2 separate regions of the Mus musculus genome follow, and region 1 is linked to region 2. Evidence: chromatin contacts called from public HiChIP or PLAC-seq data. All regions are on one chromosome and are shown on one strand. Each heading gives the region's core, a stretch centred on a gene start, on an enhancer-like site or on the middle of the called end of the contact. The rest is flanking DNA. Distances are from core to core; before and after follow the strand shown.

The links. HiChIP or PLAC-seq counts read pairs in DNA pulled down with a chosen protein or histone mark.
Region 1: a contact with region 2 is called in a FOXA1 HiChIP or PLAC-seq map of pancreatic cancer cells. The contact joins two enhancer-like sites. A contact is called at or near these places in 2 of 115 datasets of contacts at active chromatin or transcription factors (embryonic stem cells and pancreatic cancer cells).

What each region holds. Positions count from the first base shown.
Region 1 is chr1:150,026,111-150,028,810 of GRCm38.p6, forward strand. No RefSeq gene overlaps it. Among named protein-coding and RNA genes, the nearest start is that of Pla2g4a, 66 kb to the left of the region's middle. Within about 2 kb of position 1,376, at least 36 of the 459 cell types and tissues checked have an H3K27ac peak or open chromatin away from gene starts, as enhancers often do. A contact at or near this core is called in pancreatic cancer cells, where this site is marked.
Region 2 is chr1:150,246,741-150,249,440 of GRCm38.p6, forward strand. No RefSeq gene overlaps it. Among named protein-coding and RNA genes, the nearest start is that of Pdc, 71 kb to the right of the region's middle. Within about 2 kb of position 1,256, at least 12 of the 459 cell types and tissues checked have an H3K27ac peak or open chromatin away from gene starts, as enhancers often do. A contact at or near this core is called in pancreatic cancer cells, where this site is marked.

The sequences.
Region 1 (2,700 bases), core at 126-2,625, 220 kb before region 2:
AAATCATGCCTGGTAATGGAAACCTAGCTGTAGGCTTAGATTTTTCTCTAAATCTACTTTATTTAGGGTTCTTGAACACTTCAACCTCCCTTCTAGTTCAGCGACTGAAAAAGAAGGTTCATAAGAACAGGGTTTGGTGGGCCAGTTTAGAAGTAGTTCTTTGGCAGTGATTTCACTCTTCAGTGTCAGGATACCAGCAGTCCAGTCCAATAGCAAACAACAAACATGAATCAGTAGCAGTCCTCTATCCAGCAGAAACTACAAGCCCTGCCCAGCCCCCTCCACCGAATCAGCATGAGTCAGCGGAATCAGCCAGAATACCAAGAGAAGGACTTTGGCACATTTCTTTCTGCAAAGTGAAGACCAGGGAAAACCAAGGAAGACCAGCAAAGTGTTGCAGGAGAGACAAGGGGCCAGACATGATAAGACTTGGATAGGACTATGCCTTACTCCCAGTGACACAGGGCAATCACATTTTTTATTGAGAGGTAGCTTAGCACAACAATCACTCATTATAGGCATAGAATCCAGAGTTTGTCACACATCTGAGGTCACTGCTGTCCATCACAGGAAGTCCTCCCTTTCCATTCTACAATCACTCTATTCTTTCTTCATTTTTCCTTTTCTTTTCTCCTTTTCTATCTATGTCTTTTATTTATTTCTCTATTGATTGATTAAGAGTTTTGTGTTTGTTTTGAAACAGGGTGTTACTCTGTGTCCCTAAATGGCCTGGGACTCAGAAACTCAGGCTAGCCACCAACTCAAGGAGATCCTCCCGCACAAATTTGCTTAATGGCAGGATTACATAATTACCTGATTACATAATGTAAGTTGCCAAGCCAACCTCTATAACAGTCATTTTCCACTGGCACCTGTAGCACTGAGGTGTTACCTGTCTTTTTGACCTTTTATAAATACTTCTTTAAAGTTATGATAGATTGAAAGGGTTATATCTTGTCTGCTATGTTTCTTGTGTGACTGCCTCATGACAAATGACAGAGGTCAACGAAGCTATAATTTGTCTTGGTGGTGGTATCTTACCAGTGTGTTTTTGTAAACTGAGGCATGGGGGTGGAGATGAGTCACTGCAGTCATAAAATTAGTGAGTCCCTGGAAGGAAAGGATCATGCAGGGCATGATGCTGAGTCTTCATGCCCTTGTTCTGTGTTGCCACTCACTGTTTAGACTTTCCTTCCTATCAGAGTTCTCCCCGATGGAAACAGCCCAGGGGAGGAAATCCCTGTGTTTGTAGACTCATTTTGGAAAAGAAAGCTTTGTATGTTTGTGTTTGATAACACTGTTATAGTTACTAAACCATCGGCTCATGGTTCTGGAATCCTGTGGAATTCCAATGTGCACTAACAGCCCGCTCTGTTCTATCTTCTCTTCTGGTCAGACTGCTCTGGGGTAGCAGAAGTTAGTCAGTGACTTCCCTCGTCCTCCAGTCTAGCCCACATGGAATTCCAGTATCAGTGGGTGTGGACGGGTAACAGGGAGCTGCATTTTTTCCTCTCTATAAGCTGTTTTACAAATGCCCATATAGACATGCAAGAGGACCAACCAGAGAGAAAAATATCAAAACCTAGGAAAGGGTTGAAACTGATCACTTCAGGAGAATTCTCTTACTAAGGTCTAAAGTTGGACTTGATTGTTTTCTCTGTCAACTTTTGTGTCATCTCTGAAGGATTGTCCACCCCAGGGGAGTAGGTTTTTGATGGCTATGGCAGATGACTACTAGAACCAGTGAGTCTCACTGCTAGGCAAGGGTATCCTAAATCTGAATAGAAAGCAAGGAAAATATAAAGTGTACATTTCAATAAACTATTTTCTTTATAAATTTATTTATTCTACATGTGTATGGCTATACATGCATACCACAACCTGTGTGTGGAGGTGGGAGGACAATCATCAGGAGTTCCTTCCATCTTTGAACCCCAGGAATTAAATTCAAGTTGCGCATCAGCCTTGACAGCAAGTACCACCACATACTAACCATCTTGATGACCCTCAATGCTTTATTTAGGTAACCGATTGACTGATTTTCACTCTCTTGTTTGTGTTTCTTAGATGATTTTGCAATTTTACAAGATAATACAAGATATTTTTACATCTTGTTGTCATCAGCTCTATTTTCAAGTAGCTCATAGAATGGCTAAGCTAAATTAACCTCACAGCCAGAGAACAGCTATGGTAGTTGGAATGAAAATGGCCACCATAGGTCCACAGAGAGTGACACTAAATATGACCTTGTTGAAATTGGTGTGGCCTTGTTGGAGAAAGTATGTTTCCTTCAATTCTTCTGCATGCCAGATATAGAACTCTCAGCTCCTCCTCAAGATGCCAGCCTACTGCAGTGATGATAATGAACTAAATCTCTGAAAATGTAATCCAGGTCCAACTAAGTGTTTTCTGTTCTAAGAATTGCCATTGCCGATCCCTTTAGCTCCGTGGGTACTTTCTCTAGCTCCTCCATTGGGAGCCCTGTGATCCATCCAATAGCTGACTGTGAGCCAGTACCCCGGAGCTCTTGACTCTAGCTGCATATGTATCAAAAGATGGCCTAGTCGGCCATCACTGGAAAGAGAGGCCCATTGGACACCCAAACTGTATATGCCCCAGTACAGGGGGACGCCAGGGCCAAAAAAATGGGAATGGGTGGGTAGGGAAGTAGGGGGGAGGGTATGGGGACTTTTGGGATAG
Region 2 (2,700 bases), core at 6-2,505:
GACCTAGGATAAGGGAGGCACCCAAGAATCAATGGGGATGTCCTTGTCCTTAGCTGTGACTCACAGCATTGGGGATTCGGTACCTCAAGAGGCCACCTCCTGCAGCCAGGCAGGAACCCCAATGGAATACCAAGCCACCCACAAAACTTTCAACCCAAAATTTAAACTGTCTACAAGTTATGGAGGGACAGGGAATGGAGCAGAGTCTGGGGGAACAAATAACCATCCCAACTTGAGACCCATCCCGTGGGCAAGCACCACTCCCTGGCAGTATTAATAATACTCTATGATGCTTCAGACAGGAGAATAGCATTGCTGCCCTGAGAGGCTCCATCCAGCAGCTGATGCAGACACTCACACCCAAATAGTGGATGGAGCTTAGGGACTCTTACAGAAGAATAGGAGGAAAGATTGCTGCCCATTAGGGGATAGGAACTCCACAGAAAGACTAAGAGAATCAACTAAACTGGTCCCTTGGGGCTCTCAGAGACTGAACCACCAACCACAGAGCATACATGGGCTGGACATAGTTTCCTGTCCCCAGCACATATGTAGCAGCTTGGTCTTCAGGTGGGTCACAAACAACTGGAGTGGGGGCTATTCCAAAAGTTATTGCCTGTTCATTTGATATGTTCTTCTAGCTAGGGTGCTTCATCTGGCCTCAATAGGAAACAATGAGCCTAGTCTCACAGAGACTTGATGTGTCAGTGTCGGGGATACCCAGGGTGGCCCCACCTGATCAGAGAAGAAGGGGTTTGGGGGATAGAACGATTGTGAAAGGGGATGACCAGAAGGGGGTAGTCAGCAAGATGTAAAGTGAAGAAGTAAGATGATGAAGATGAAGATGAAGATGAAGATGATGATGATTTTAATAGAATTGTTTTCAGTGCTGAGGATTGAAGTCAGTCCTTCACACACAGACAAATGTTCTATCACAGAGCTATAGCCTGGTCTAGAAAGCATTTTGATAGTATAATTAAAAGACCAACTTTAAGAAGAGTTTGAAGAAAGTAGAAACAACAACAACAAAAAAAGCAATAGATTCATGATTTCAGTTACTTTCCTTGTAAGACAAGAACAGAGAGACAGAACAACAGAAAAATAACCAATTAGTTAAGAACATCTTCTTTAACCTCTTTGGAGCTCTGTTGCTTCTAATTTGCCTGCAAATTCTGAGTTAATATGTATAGAATGCCTGACACACATCCTGCACTAAATAAACATAGGTAGTCATGCCCTGTGTATTAGTCATGGTTCTCCAGAAAAGCAGAACCAATAGAACATGTACAGAGAGGGAAAAATGAGCTCTGTCCCTGTGTAGTTTGGAACATAGGGTCTTGCTTTAAAGCCCAGGCTGGACTAAAACTTAGAATCCTTGTAACTCTGCCTCCTTCATTCTAGGATTACAGAGAGTGTGCCAGCACATTTGCCTCAATACCATTAATGGTATTGGAGACTAGAAAGTCCCAAATCTTCAGGATAGACAGTCAAGCTGAAAAATGAGGCAAAAGACCAGTGTTGTAGTTTAAGTTCAAGATCACCAACCTGAAGAGCTAGGGAGGAAAAAAAAAACTTACAGTTTAAATGCAAAAAAACAGCCTAGGGTCATAATTTTATTCCATTTAAGCCATTAACTGGTTAGATGAGACCCACCAATATTATGGGGCAATATTCTTGGTCAAAGTCTACCAACTTAAAAGTAAATATCACCCAAACACTCATAGCACATGTAAGCACTGAGCTCAGACCCATGAATATATAAAATTAAGCATATTGCCCTAACAGGTGTACTCAGGAAAGTAGTCCTTTGCCTTCCATAAAGCACTTCATATGTCTATTAAAGCCAGTTGGGAAGAGGTCCCTGAGACTGGGCTTCTTCAGAGGACAAAGTAGCAAGAGTGAGGTGTCAGAGGTCCTAAGTCTCTGCCAAGGCAAGGACCAAAAAGAAAATGTTAATGACCCCACCAACATCTGCTCTTACCAATGGATCTAAATCTGGCCAAACATGAGCTGATCTTCTTCAAGCTTACAGTGGTCCACTCCTTGACCATGCTGGGACAGTCCCATAAGACACTGATATGCAGAATGTTCACTGCAGATGTTCAAATGCATGAAAGAAAGACAAGAATCTTCAGGGACTTTTCAAAAGCCATTCTGAACCCAAGAACAATGGCTAACAGGACGTATTTTGTGAGGCATCTAAGTGCTCACGAACAAGAGTCGCATGAAACACCAGTTGTAGCTTACTATAGCATGTGTATGTTGATGATACTTGTGCTGTGAGGGGCCTTGCAGATCTCAAATAACATAAATCTCCTGTTCTTTGATCTGTACTTAATTATTTATCAACTATAGATGAACTCACCCAAAGCCAAGCCTGTATGTGGAGGAAATATAGATAGATAGATAGATAGATAGATAGATAGATAGATAGATAGATAGATAGATAGACACATATATGTGTGTGTATATATACTTTTAAAATTAAATTAATACAGCATTAATTTAGTCCATTACTAAGTATTCTTGCTATTTTGCTCATATATACATAATATGCATAATATGTATTAATATATGTATCAATATAATATTACATATTATGCATATTATGTATATAAGCAAAAGGGAAAATATCTAAAATATTTAATAATATTGTTATATATAATATATATTTAAACAAAAAGGAAAATACCTAAAATA